2 separate regions of the Mus musculus genome follow, and region 2 is linked to region 1. The links are chromatin contacts, called in public HiChIP or PLAC-seq maps. All regions are on one chromosome and are shown on one strand. Each heading gives the region's core, a stretch centred on a gene start, on an enhancer-like site or on the middle of the called end of the contact. The rest is flanking DNA. Distances are from core to core; before and after follow the strand shown. Region 1 overlaps Mturn (maturin, neural progenitor differentiation regulator homolog (Xenopus)). Region 2 overlaps Mindy4 (MINDY lysine 48 deubiquitinase 4).

Evidence for each region. HiChIP or PLAC-seq counts read pairs in DNA pulled down with a chosen protein or histone mark.
Region 2: a FOXA1 HiChIP or PLAC-seq map of pancreatic cancer cells shows a contact between it and region 1. The contact joins two enhancer-like sites. A contact is called at or near these places in 2 of 115 datasets of contacts at active chromatin or transcription factors (extraembryonic endoderm stem cells and pancreatic cancer cells).

Annotation. Positions count from the first base shown.
Region 1 is chr6:54,696,884-54,704,272 of GRCm38.p6, reverse strand. It overlaps Mturn (maturin, neural progenitor differentiation regulator homolog (Xenopus)), which reads right to left. Exons shown (of 3, transcript NM_001289740.1): 3 at 418-5,293. The coding sequence ends at 5,183. It overlaps LOC115490354 (a long non-coding RNA gene), which reads right to left. Exons shown (of 2, transcript XR_003956309.1): 2 at 6,034-7,389. Among named protein-coding and RNA genes, the nearest start is that of Mturn, 19 kb to the right of the region's middle. Within about 2 kb of position 4,627, at least 171 of the 459 cell types and tissues checked have an H3K27ac peak or open chromatin away from gene starts, as enhancers often do. A contact at or near this core is called in pancreatic cancer cells, where this site is marked.
Region 2 is chr6:55,311,012-55,318,400 of GRCm38.p6, reverse strand. It overlaps Mindy4 (MINDY lysine 48 deubiquitinase 4), which reads right to left. Exons shown (of 18, transcript NM_001142781.1): 18 at 1-138. The coding sequence ends at 90. Among named protein-coding and RNA genes, the nearest start is that of Gm38819, 14 kb to the left of the region's middle. Within about 2 kb of position 3,585, at least 29 of the 459 cell types and tissues checked have an H3K27ac peak or open chromatin away from gene starts, as enhancers often do. A contact at or near this core is called in pancreatic cancer cells, where this site is marked.

The sequences.
Region 1 (7,389 bases), core at 3,378-5,877:
GTTTTCGAGTTTAGAGACCCCCTCACTGGAAGCGAGAGACTGGATCTTTAAATAAAGAATGAGACTTGGCTGTCAGCTTTCAGGGCTCCTTCTGACATGCCTTTGTCTAGTGAATCAAGGCAGCTGAGAGCAAGGTGCCGAGTGCAGGATAGAGATTGTTAATTGTGGCACAAAGCATTCCTCACTAGGTTTGCAGAAAGAAACTCTCCCATATGAAACCAGTACTAGTTTAAAGGGAGGTGACAAATTGCTAAACACTAGCCAGAGAGCATTTAGTTCCCAAACGCGTGAATTACCAATCTTCAATCCCACCTTTGATGTAACGGCTCCCTCCCGCCCCAGTGCCCTGGCTTTTCCTTTATAAATCACACACAGTGTTCTGTAACCCGAATCTGTGAAAAGAGTAAAGACGACAAATAGCACCAGGGCTGGAAGGCTCTTTAATAGCAAGCGTATGGTAATTACATCCTTGGATGTGGTCCTTGCTCTCATGGGAGGGAGGAGGAAGCAGATGGGACAAGGTGCAGAGAGAATTTACACAGTTCCCTCTGAAGCATCTAACAAAGGACACAGTTTTTGGCAACCCATTTCACAGTTTGTCATTTACAAGAGAGCTCTCTGAAAGGAAATACAGACTCAAAGAAAGCACACACATCACACAGGAAAAACTCACTGTCTAAAAATAAAAATAAAAAACAGAAACAAACAACAAAGTCCCTTGCTTTTGTTCCTTCTGATTTGCTTCTCTGGAGAAATCTCACTTGTACACAAATAAGCACTGGTCTGAAAGCTGGGTTCGGATTTGCCCAGCACTGAATATTTATTTTAGTGCCTTTTAGACAGCTGGCATGTGTATAGAGCGTTGGTCTCTGCCAGTTCAAAAGGTTCTGGTTAAGGTAGAACCTTGAGATACAAAAAGGAAAGCCCAGGGAAAGGTTGTTTATGAAGCGCACACTGTCAGCTTTCCCCCAATACCAGACGACTTGAACACAGTCCTAATCAAACTGGACGTGAATTCCTATGTAGCTTGGGACACACCTTTGACTGCTCGGAACCTCTCAGCCTGCAGTGTGGTGAATGGGGTTTCTAACAGGAAATGCTCCAGGTCATGGCCGTGGACCACAGGCTGCCAGCGTCCCAGCAAGTTTTACAGCTACTCTGTACAAAACCTACTCTGTACGAAACCTAAAAGACCTCAGCTTCTCACATCTCGCTAGCTACCATCAAACCAAAGTGACTTGGTTTGTATGAAGGAGGAGTGTTTCTAATGTAAATACATTTTATGCATCTCTGGAGAGGATGCAAGAAGCCATGCATGGCATCTCCCTCAAGGTTTGTTCCAGAGACAAGAGCCCCCACCTGAGTTTCACTGACACCAGAGCACCAGTGGAGGAGAGAGCAGGTATGGCCCACACTCTGTTGTCACAGCCCCTTGAGCCAGTACTCTTGAAGGCGAGCTCCCCTGGCAAGCGGCTGATTTTATTTTTAAGGGGAGGAATTCCACCAGGTGTGCAGGACACTTGCTGTGCCTCTGGCTTGGCAGGGGGCATCATGAAAGTCACAGAGCCATTACCAGCATCCTCTAAGCAACCAATTCTCTAGAGACAGCCAAGGACACAAGTCGTCCTGTGTCCCAGAAGGTAAGTGTGGGTGGGCTATGTGCTTTGTTTACAACTCGGATGGATGGAGACCTAACTCTTCACTGCACCTGTCCACCTGCTCCCAACACACATTAAGTCTTGCCCATCCCTACGTTCCTCTCACTGGAAAAAAAAACCAGATTTGATTCAACTGTTTCCCAACTGGTGAGTTTTAACATGCAACAACTAAAAGTTCCAGTCTGGGATCACGACACCCTGAACATACGTTTTGTGCTCGGAGAAGAAACCGAAACAATATTCAGAGACATGCATTGTGCTACAGAACAGTTCTGCCTATACTGAGCAGGGGTGGTAGCCCCAGACCCAGTCTGACTTAAGCGCACTGAAAACCTAGTTCAGGCATTAGCATGAAGGACAATTTCCTCACGTAGCAGACAGTTTGTGCTCTGGTCATGGAAACACAGAATGTACCCTGTGCTGCAGAGAGCCCAGGAGTCCCAAGTGGACCCTTCGGTCTGACTGAACCCTAGTGATGCTAGGCACTGCACTGGGCCTCACGCTGCGCCCTGGCTCTGTTCTTCGATGTCTGAAGACTGCTTGGCTCAGTGCCATCACCAGGCAGAGGAAAGTAACCTGACAGATAGGAGGAAAATGTCTCCGTGGATCACTCAGTGATAGGATCCGCCTCTTGAGTGCTGTCAGTGGCTAGTTCAGATTTCAGCTGGTCACATCGGTCAGCATGCCATCAGTCCTTCCCTGTATGTTTGCTCTCACTGTCTCTGTCTGCTACCTACCAAGCCTTCACTGTCACTTTCCTGAGTGATAGGACAAGCAAAGTGTTCACTGCCATTCCCCTCCAGCTAGTCTTCACACTAGTCTCCCCTCTTGGGTTCCCTGCATACCACTTCCAAACCCTTCAGCATAGTGGGGCGAGGAGCGGCTCTGCCTGACACTGACATTCAACCGAGACAAGCCATCTTCTGGGACCTCTGCTTACCCACCTCTCAAAGTGACAGAATCTCATCAGTTGCCTGGGATAGAGCCCACCCCAGGCTCCAGGGATCTGGATATCTGCTGGCCACCATATTCTAAAGTAGCTGCATGGCCAGCATCTTAAAGACACCATCTTTGGCAAAATTACAAAGTATCTCTTTCCCATGTCCCTCCGTGTCCTGGGCTGTTGCTCTTCTGAACACACACTTCCTTTCCTACGCAGCTGCATTAGGATAGTGTTCAAAGCTAGAAGAGTAAATCGCCCTGTTTCATAGAGAAGTCACATGACTTATCAGAGTCCTGCAGTCAAAGGCAAGTGTCTCTCCTAACTCCCAAAGACCCTTCCCCCATGCTATGGCTGCCACTAGAATGCCTGCCTCCGCAGGCTGGGAGGGGTCACATCTGTCTCACTGTGGAACGGGTAGGCTCGGGTGTGCGCACAGGCCCACCCTGGAAGGGACACACACAACAGCAGAGGGAAGGAGGCTGGCAAGGACGATGGATGTGTGGATGCCTCTGGGGTTTGCCGTGGAAATCAACCACATCCAGGGATATTCTCTCTTCCTCACCCCTGGGCAGAAGAGGAGAGTTTTTAGCAGCCCGCTGCACCACTAGGAGGGGGTCTTAGCTCAACTTGTACAAATAGAGAACATTAATGTGATAACACCGAGTATATCTGGTCAAAGTTTAAATACATTTTTGATAAAAATTCATCTTATATTAATGTTCAAACACATGTAAATTTAGATTTGAAGCCTCTGTGTATAAAATTGCAGGTTACCTCAGAATGGAGCAAACTGCTCAGGCATCCTCATTTAGCCATAAAAGCCATATATTTGTGTGACCAACCATATGTAAAAGAAGGTTACCTGCCCTGGACAGTACCTACAAGACAGAGAGCTCACTCTCCCTGCTGTATGCTCACAAAGTGGGGCGATGGGCAGGACTCAAAGGCTGGACCTTGCACCCTGGAAGGAGCACTCAGTGTGACATTGCTAATGGGCTACTTCAAGAGAACTCACTTGGCTTGGTATTAGTAAGTTTCTTCCAGACAATAAAACACACAGGTACAAAAGCACAGATGGAAACCAGTGTGTGACATCACCCAGCAGCTGAAATCTACAATACACCAAGGAGCATGGGACTCTTCGAACTGCCCCTGCATTAAACAGAGAATGCCCATACACGCTGGCCATCCACACAAGCTCCTGTCAGCGCAAGTGGTCGTGGACATCTCCTTCTTCTTCATCATCTCCTTCTTTTTTAAATTTAAAATACCAGCAACATAAGTGGTGTGGGTGTGCGTTTGAAACACGCCCACACTCGATGCACAGAGCAGTCAAGCACTGTCAAGGGACACTTGCACCCTAAGTTATGAGAACCTGAGACACGCGTGGAAGGGTCTCACAGTGGCATCAGAGAATATCTTGCTAAGTACTTACTGGCTAATGATGAGAGCAGTCACGCCTGGGAGTTGTCTGTGTGTCCTGATCATTAACTCACCCTCTTGCAACCCAAGCGATCTCGTAATTAAGATTCTTACTTTCAGGTCCCTTTAAAAATTTCACTGCAAGTAGGTCCCCTAGAGTAATTAATTATAATTTTAAATAAATTAACTCACTGGGAGCCCCTCTTGACATTCTCTAAAGAATAAAAGATTAGGAAAGCAAATGATTTCATTTTATTAATATTTCTATCCTAGTTTCTTTTCCTGTTAGATTTACCTATGGCTTCAAAGCTTAAGGGGCACTTGCTCAGATCCGGGCTGTTCTCACGATTAAGTAAGCTGCCGTCTCGTCATAAAGAGAAAAGGTTACTGTTTCATATGCAGGCTTATAGACAGTGTCAAGAAACCAATCGTTTACATCTTTCACCCCATCTACACTTTCCACTATTAGAATTTAAAAGCGGCTTTGGAAGCAGCATGCTTTAAAAAAACTATCAAACACCCAGGAAGCATCTACACTGACCAGTGGCTGGCGGCTGCGCGCCCGGGGAACCAACGCAGACAGTGGTGAACTCCCTGAAGGAGCCTCAGCCGCCCTCACCCTCTGCGCTTGCTCATGCGCATGCGCATGACTAGATATGAAAACTCATGCTTTCTAAGCGAAGCCTTTCACTTACGGACACTTAAAAGGTACACAAACAGTGCAGGCTGCGTTTCTCCTCCGTCATGCTTTTCCTCAGCAAGGTCACCTGTGAGGACTCAGAACACATCCTTAATACATTCAGAGTTCTCTACATTCCAGTCAGGAAACATTAATCCTCCAACATAAACTCGAGAGGGAACAGGCAGCCACAACACGGACGGACTCTAACTTCAAAGGGGCAAAAGCTACCAAGACATCTCCATAGAGACCCCACCAAGGTGGGGCGGCAATTCCGGTCACTGCCGAGCAAACCTCGTCACAGATATTGTGTGGTCATTTAAAGGGTATTTCATTTTCATTCTGATGCCAGGAGCGGGATGTCCTGTTTTGAAGTGCTAATGCAAAAGGGCTACCCCAGGAGCACCGAACTCTGTCCGGAGGACCGGACCCCATGGGGTGCACAGGGCTTACTCCCCTTCTGCAAGGTGACCTAGGAGTTTACTGCTGACTGACCCCCATTTGCGGGTGGTCCGCCTCTGGCTCCTCCTCCTCCACATCCGCACTGTACTCTTCAAACGCGTCGTCATCTGCGTCTGGAAGCCCCAGCAACTGGAGAGAAGAAATTGGACAAGAAAAGCAGCAGCTGTAAGCATTGCAGGCAGAAGCCCAAAGGCGTCACACACCCAAATTCACCTGCTTAGCACTGCGAGTGCAACCCTGGACTCACCTCCCCCACCTGGGCAGTTACAAATTTAACAGGGAACACACTGAGTCTTCATGGTCTGTTGATTCCACTGGCGACCTTGGGGAGGCACGCCCCCGCAAACCACACATGTGGTAGATGTGCATGCCTCTCCCACGGTGTTGGTGAGTCACACCACAAGCATTGCCTATGTCCCCAAATCAATCCTCTGCTAAATTCCTCCCCCACCCACCCCGCAACACTTGCAGTTATTTATGATAAGTGGCACATAGACATATGATGAGTAGCAAAGGGTTAAATTTTATGGCATGTTAGTAAGATAACATCATACGTAGACTTAAAACTGAATCTTAAAATTACTTAATGATATAAGATGAGTATAAAATGTAAAAATAGTCAATTATGATATAGTTTGTCTCAAAATTCATATGGATGCACATAGAAAAAGAACTGCAATTAAATATATTCAAATGTTGAGTTTTCTTTTAAAATTTTACATTTGGTTTGTGTGTTTGCATGCATGTCACATCATATATGTGGTCACAGGACAATGCACAGGTGTTTGTTTTCTCATTCCATCATGTGATGCCCAGAGGCAGAACTAGGGTCATCAGACTTGGCAGCAGGTGCTACAATCTTGTGTGTGTGTGTGTGTGTGTGTGTGTGTGTGTGTGTGTGATGTAAAGGATTTCTATAAAACTGGGACTGTAAACAACTTCTTTCCATTTCATCTTTAAATATTTTTCCATTTATTTTATATGTATAAATATGTATTTTATGTATATGTATAATATACATAAATGTGTATTTTATGTATATGAATATTTTGCTAGTGTGTATGTGCACTTTGTGCATGCACAGTGCCCACAGAGGTTAGAGAGGGCATCAGATCCCCTGACATTGGAGTTAAGGATGTTGGTGAGTTCTGGGGATCAAACCTGAGTCCCCCGAAGGAGCTCTAAATCATTTCCCCAGCCTCCATTTCATCTATGTTCCACAAGCCTTCTATGATGTTCTATGACTATGATCAGGGAAGCACAACAAATTTAAGGTGAATATATTTCAATTTTGTATACGTGTGCATGTCTGCGTCTTTGGTGTGCTCATGTGAGTACTGGTGCCCTTGGCAGTCAGAGGCAGATCTTGTGGGTGGGGCTAGCGTTACATGCAGTGAGTGCTGGGAATCAAACTCAGGTCCTCTAGAAGAACAAGCACCCCTAGCTGCTAAGCCATCATCTCTCCAGCCCCATGACAACAGTTTTTAGTGACATTGGTCTTCCATTAGACACTGAATAGTACTAATCACTCACAATCAATATGACCCAAAACTTGTGAGCTGGCAGAACACCATGGCCTTCATTGCTCCTGGACTTCTGTACGGGATGATGGAGTCAAGAGTGACCAAGAGACATTCCAACCCTGTTTACTCCTCATGTGGCTTCTCTAAAGCCCTGCCACCCCTCCTCCACTCTCCCTGTGGCTCAAACGGGAGGGGGTGCGGGGGACGGGACAGTAAACCAGATGTCCCAACTAAGACAATGCCTAATTCCTAAGTTCTAGAGCTCTCGGTCCCAGACTCCCAGGAAAGCACGCAGGGCAAAGGCATCTGTGAGGCATTAACCGTCACAAGTAAAGATGGCCACAGCCAAGTGCAGATGCATGCTGCTTCCATAGAGCTCACGGCGGCCAACAGCTCAGAAAGTTACTGCTCACTCGGGAAAGGACAGCGAGAGCTTTTCCAGCCCTGCACACCAATCTCATGCATCTTCGGAAGAAAAGAGAAGCCCCGTTGTCTCACTACTTACTGTCTCCTTCCCATATTCTAATGGGATACAGGACAGAATCTGCTTCCTGGGAGAGAAGATGGCTAGTCACAATGAAAGGAGACAGCTGCTAAGCTGGTGGTCGGCTTTTATTTGGAGAGTTGCTGACACCAGCTCCCACAGTCGAGCGAGGGGAAGTGTCTAACAAAGCGAGGATGCTTTCGCAGCACTAGGAGCCT
Region 2 (7,389 bases), core at 2,336-4,835, 620 kb before region 1:
TCCTCTAAGAGACTTGACCCTAAGACCTGGGGTCCCGGGGTCATCCCAGTGATGAGTGCTGAAGCCATAGAACTCCATGTATCCAAGGGTCACAGGATGGGGTCTGAGCCGTTCCAGTTTACAGATGCCCCCTTCCACCTATGAAGACAGTGAAAGGAGAGTGTGAGAGCTGCAGGGACCCAGGAAGTAGACTTTGAGGACCCCACCCTGCCCACTCGCTCTCCTATACTCTCATCCAACCTAAATACCTAAATGGCATACATAAAAGACTCCAAGGACCCTGGTAACAACAGGTAAGACACAGGAAACTTGTCCTTTTGTGGCATAGCTGACGGTACCTTGATATGTTGCTATAGCTTTCTAATGATTTAAACTCATCCATGTACATCCAGACCCAGCTCTTGTCCAGCAGTGGCCCTTCAGGGGCATCTGGGTAGGACCAGGGGAACAGATAGTCTGGGATGTTCATGGTGCAGGAGAGCAGCAAGAAAGGTGAGAAGAAAGATGCAGAGGAGACTGGACAGCGGACAGCAGACCAGGGCATTGCTCTATGGGACACAGGAAGCTTGGGAGCGCATGAGTACCACAGGAACAAACAGGTTTTGAAAACTAATTTATAAAGCCTTAAGAGGAACTAATTAGATCAAGTGCTGGTATCTCAGATCCAATGGAACAGTTACTGTAGGTGGGGCCGGGGTTTTTCAAACATCAGTAGAGCTGATTTTCTAAACAACCGTGGGGAATCATATTTATTGCATATCGAGAATTAAGCAAATCTACCGCTTCAGGTAGCCTGCCTGCATATGGATTCTAAAACAACCTGAGTTAGAATGTGGCGAGGTAGCACTATAGTCAGAGCCCCAGACTGGGGCTCAGCAGTATTTCACAGTGTATAAAGTTTGGAGAGGGAACCTGCATTATGGTTTCAAAACCAGATGTTGAGTTAAAAACCCTAACTGCCACAGTCAAGGGGAAAAGAGAAGATGTTCTTGTTTTAATTTAGCAACTCTCTGGGAAAGTCCAAAATCCCAAGACTGGAACTTCAGCAAGAGAGAAAACAGACCCACTCAGGGCTAACAGTGCAGTATTTCCCATCAGAATGACCAGAAGCAGGAGGCCTTATTTATAGAGATATGGCTAGAATTTGAAAGGTCCCTGACAGGTTCATGGTTTGAATTCTTGTTTCCTGCCTGGTGGTGACAGTTGGGGAACCTTTAGGAAGTGAGATCACTAGAAGAAGGTCTCTGGTGATGATACCCAACCCCTGGCTTCCCTCAGACTCAGTTTTCTAGTCTGCCATGCTGTGAGCATCCTCTGACACATGTTCCTGCCACTAAAACCAAGCTTCTTCTCCACACAGGCCCCCCTACCAGGACAGACTGAATACCCAGAAACCATGAACCAAGTGAAATCTCTCTCCTTTAAGTTGTTTGTTAGGTACTGTGGTCCCAGCACCAAGAGCGCATCTAAAGCACTCTGGCTTCCCATCCACTGTTCAACCATCTGCAGAGATCGAGGAACAATAGCTACAAGCCTCCCCATTCCCCAAGCCAAGAAGAAACCTATATGGAGCATATAAACCTGACTTTTCCTGTCATTATTCTATACACAAATCAGTATAACAAGTACTTGCATATTAGATATTATAAGTACCCAGAGACTAAACCATACAGAAGATGTGTAGCCACATGTGAACAGTATATGGTATTTTAAAGAAGGGATTTAAGCAGCCTCCAATCTTTATAATTCTCAGTCCTGAATCCTCCCCATCAATGCAGAGCAACAACTGAATGGTTCATCTTGGACCCAGTGGTCCTCACCCTTAGCCCATCTTCCAACTCAGCCCCCATCTTCTACCTCAGAGCTTTTCTGTCTTCTTCAGCTCTCTGCACTGCTGCCTCGGTATCTCTAGTTTTTAGGCTGAAAATTACACTTTTTCCAGAGGTAGCAGAATTCGTACTCCCCCTGTCTTCTAATTCACTTTCCTGTAGGTTATAAGCAGCTTTTGGGCAGATTTATGAATTATATTTCCCCTGTTTCATATTTTCTATGTTTTATACCATCACATTTCTCATCAAAGAAACAAGCAGATTGTCATTTGAAAAAAAAAAATGACAACACATCTTAGCTGGAAACTCTCTTTCTCCCATGGAATGCTTCGGTATGGAAGATAGTAGCTGCACACAGCCACAAAGGAACAATTTGCATCACGTTCTAGCCCCACCAGGGTACAACAGGGACAAGATATACTTCCCAAACCTCTGAAGGTGTGCGAATATGCAAGACAGAACGTTGCCCTAATGTATACCCTAGTCAGTGTTCCAGGAAAGCTGGGTTTCTGAAATTTTTGTAAAAACTAATCTGCGTAAAAGACTAGGCATATGGGGAAAGCCAGCATAGGCATAAATGTTAATTTGAGGAAATGTTCCCAAAATTCTGTGTTCTCTTTGGTGTCATTTGATGGCACCCAGCAATGCTACCCAGCAATGTTGAAAGATCTCACCCCTATAGGGACATGCAGCTTTTTGGCAGTCAACCCTTGGCTTCCTGCAGGAGAGGCATTTGGTTATATTTTGGTCACAGTACTCAGAAACAATTCAAAAGGAGACCTTTTGAAAGCCAATGCTGAAAGAATCACCTTCGTAAAATCCATTTTCCAGCCTAGCCCGTGCTGGGACTTGAACACCAATGCAATCATCACTGCCCAAGCTCCTTCCTGATCGTTAGTGTGGAATCCCAAGGGTTAATCTTGATCTACTAGATTCAGTGATCTCTGTTGCCCGAGACCCCTTCCCCAGCTTCTAGCTCATCAGGTAGATCCAGGGGACTCTATCAGGTATGGTCACATAGATAGAAGGCATCCACTTTGATGGAACACAGCACAGCCATTGCATTTGCCTTCACTGAATGGTAGACATGGTCACCATATGGCTAGGTAACTTGACGTAACTTGAGAAGTTAATTATTATGTGAGGAGTCTTCTGTTGGTAAGATTTGGGGGGAATCTCATGAAGTTCCAGGGGAGACAGCATAGGTCTCAGCAGGGGAAACAGACCCTGCTCTGACTGGTACCCTGAACAGCTATAGGTGGAGAGGTGCTGAGCCCAGGTTCTGAAAGGTAGGGCTGACCTATTGCAGCTACTGAGTTAGTCGTGATTCAGTATCTGTAATAATGTAATTTTTTTGAAATTTGTAATTATCTTTTCCTATTCATCTTTGCTGTTTTGAGGTGCACCATTAAATAACCCTTTTTTATTCTGGTAAGATTTATATATAAGCATCAATGTCTTGGTTAACGAGAACACATCTTAGATGGCTCAGTGTTTGAGATCCCCAAATGGTGATGAAAGGGGGCACAAAGGAGAGAAACAGATCCACCCTCAGCCTGGTCCCCAGGGACTACACAAGCACCCTCTTCGTAGCCTCTCAACCCTTGGACTCCACCGTCCCCGCTTGCAGGCAAGCTTAGGCTCTTCCAGAGGCTCCCGGCACACAAACTGGGGTTTGGCTTCAGTACAGGGTGAGTCATATTCACACACCACTAAACAACATCTGTATCCCGACAGTCACGGAGCCTCACTGGCAGGCTGCTAGGTCTGTGTTTGGTTTTGAAGCCATTCACAAGGCATCTAGCCCCCGCATCCTGGCCCACAGGTGCAAAGGCAGTGGAGAGAAGCGCTTTGCTATGGAATGGGAAATCAGGGCCATGTGAAATGCTGGAAGGGTGAGCATGACAGTTGATCTGAATGGTCTAAAGTAAGAAGAGCTTTTACAGTACTGCAGCAGCAATGAGGGACTGCAGGGGAGTGAACGAACGGGTGAGATGGAGAATTGGGGAGTGAGCGGGTGAGATGGACAGGTGCTTGAATATACAGCAGGAGTCAGCAGTCCATGCTGGCATCTGCAGTAACTCAGGAGGCAGACCCATGGTACACTTCAAACTACCTTGCCACTGGATAATTCTGGAGTGAGGTGTTCTGTTCACTCTAGGACATTTTGCGCCCTCTCCCTGACTATAATTGCTGAAAGTATTTCAAGACTACCAAATAATCCCAAAGGTGTAAAATCACTTCACCAAGGACCGCCAACTTAATAGTTGAGCTTTGAGCTCAAAAGTCAATAGCAATATCACCGAGAAGGCCACGGCATGAAGATACCCATTCCCCCAGCCTCGGGTCAATAACTATAGCACAGTCAGCTCCAGCCTGAACTTATCAGACCACTGCTAGACCTGATGTACTTCATAAAGGAGAGAATACCACATGGGGCCAATGACAGCAGAAAAAGAAGGCAGGCCTGTTATAACGCTCCAAACTGCTTCAGACACACCCAGGGATCCATTTGCTAATCTTGATTTTCCAGACAAACAGCTTGTATGCAAGTTTCTGTCTCTGCACTGGGGCCATTTCAAATCAGAGGTGGCTCTAGAGCTAGCCCAGCATGCTGCCTGCCACCTGTGCCCTTGACCAGTCCTCCTCCTGGCCCACCCAACCTTCTCTAGGCTCAGATTCAGGCTGCTTACAGAAGAGATCTGGTTTGGAGGTGGCTCTCAGCACTTATGGTAGACTCAGGAAGGCTGATAGTACCTGTTGCCCAGAGTTCTAAGGTTTGGGGACACTCGTTCACCCCAGCTCTCCCCTCATAGGCCTGCTCTGAAGCCCACTCCCCTCCCAATCTTCAGCAGGGAAATCTGGGTCTTTGAATATGCACTCTTTACACAACTCAACACACTGTCCAGTACTCACCTCCAGCCCCCCCCCCACCTTGCTCATTGGCTCCTTCTCCTGCCCACCTTCCCCTGCATGTTCAGAGCCCATGGTAAAGGTCAGGAGTACACCTGTGCTTCTGTGTTCTTCTGTGTTGGCTGACAGCTGGGCAGAAGTGAGTTCAGGAGGACAACCCATACGATGAGACAAGCCGGGGCAAAGTGGGATATGTGGACCGCAGCACATCAGAAGGGTGTGCCCGACATAAACAGTGGGATTCCAGGCCAGGGCATCAGCAGGGAAGGGGGTACTTGGATGGGTAGAGCATCCCTGTGGGGGTGAACACTCCAGGCCTCAGAGACACTGACCCAGTCTGGAACTACTTTGCATTTCTTGTCTGAGTCTCCAAACAGAAACATCTGCACCCTAGCCCCAGGCCCGGTTATGGGCTCTTTCCTCTGCTCTCTGGCCTGCTGACAAGTGTTTCATTTTTCTCTCACTCCAGTGAGGATGGAAGCCTGGGAGAGGTCAGCGCGTGCTGTTGGAAGTGACCCTCAAAGAGTCTGGTTCTGCTGATGTCGTTTCAGAACAACGGGGAGGGGCAATAGATGGAGCCCACATTCCTGACACAGCAAAGGTAATGAGCCTCTGTGGGGCTGAGATGTGCATCATACTAAAGGACAGGGACAGCGAAAGGACCTAGCGATGGTTCTAATCAGGATGATGTTCTCTGAAAGCAAAACCCAGAGTCTGGGCCTGTGCAACACCTCCGTGACAACAGAGCCAGGTGGCAGGAAGTCACACTGTCCGCTCAGTGACCTACCACCCGGCTGGGACAGTGAGGGTTCAAGCTGCTGGTGATCCAAAATGACTTGGCAGACTGCTATGCACAAAACCTTCACCTCCCCATCTATGAAAGAAAGGTTAGATTGGGGGATGGGGTGCTGGGCACGCCTCTATGGACTAAGCATATTGCCAGATGGCCAGGTATAGAGTTGGCACATCCTATAGGGTGGGTCATGATTCCTGCAGAGCAGGAAGGCTCGGCTTAAGGATAAGAGGTCATCTTCCCCTGGATGGATCATGGCTGATTCTGAAGTTGATTTCCATTTGGTTGAACTCTCTGAGAGTGAGAACGAATTCCCATCCAGCTGTTTCTTCTAAAGAATCAAGACAGAACTTCCATGAGCCTTGGCACGTTGAGAAGGAAACTCCACTCACCAGGTCTCCAGCTAGCCACTCTCCTCGTACACGGACAGGAGGCTTACAGTTCAGCTGCATCTTACCAGGTATGTGAAATCTGACTCTGAGTTTGGCAGTGACCTAAGTATGGACTATGGCACCATGTGTGCCCTGCAAGCAGCAGGGTTTGCCCCATAACCTCACCCCCATAGCCAAGACCCTGCCAGCAGGTCCCCACAGTGACCTCAGAGGCTACTTTCCCAAGTTCCTTTGAGCTGTTTGAAAATCTGTAGCAAAAACAAAACGCAAAGCCTTTGTAATTCGACCCCTTGGACTAGGATTCCTGGCCTGCTGTTTCCCATTACAGTGGCTTGCTATCTGATGAATCAAGAGGACAGGGACCCAGCCATTCCACTCTTCATCCACCCCTTCAGCCTTCCGGGAATAATTCCGGGGAAAACTCTGGGAAAGTACTCCCATGGTAACTGGCCAGGTAGACTCACCATGGCGAATGCACTGAGAACATACAACAGGCAAAGACCTGGTGTTAGGAAGAAAGTTCCCTGGCCTCTGGCAGTCATACAGACAGGCTTGGTACCTCCCTTGGTAACTGACATGCAAAAGCAGGCTCATAAGGCAGACGGACGTGGATAGAGCCAGGGAGACCCTTATCCATCATTAGAACAGCACTTCTCAAAAGCAGGGCCTAGAGAGATGCTTCCACAGTTAAGAGTGATTGCTGGAAATACTGAGGACCAGAGTTCAAATCTCAGCACCCAGGGAATAAGCCAAGTGTTTCACATATGTATTGCTGGGGCTTGCTGGCCTAGACTATCCAAGAAAACATAAACCCCAAGTTCATCAAGAGACTCCATCTCAAAGATACTGGGTGCCAGGTGGGTGGGTATAGAGGATACCTGCTGCCTTCTTCTGGCTTCCATAGTATGAATAGGTATGCACACACATGCGCCACACACATACATTGTAAACACGAATCAATGAATGTTTTTTTAAGTGATCCTAGGGCTGTGGCAGCAGCAGCAACCAGTAACTACATAGGAATTCACATCCTCAGGCCTCCTACAAAGGCCCTGGTTGACCTGGACGTTCCAGTTCTAACATATTCCTCAAAGGAAGCCAAAGTCTACAAGCCTAGAACCTACGTTCTGGGGCAAGACTCCCCAGTGAGTAACCTAGAACTCACATAGGTTTCCCCTAGCCATCCCATCCCGGGGATGGATGGTGCCTGGGACCCCTAAGAGCCCCTAAGCCTGATGTTCGGAACCCTGACTATTTGTATGCTACACAAACAGTCCTCTTTCTCTCTGTGACCAACACTGAGAAGCACTTCTGAAGATGCCATCGCTCTGCCTCATCCGAGCCCCAGACAGGGAGCAGAAGTGAGAGCAGGGAAAGCCAGGCCCCACTCCCCAGGGCAAGCTGCTCTCCAGCACTCATCAGGCATCACTGGGGGTGGGGAATGGGTTTGGGATCCTCCCAA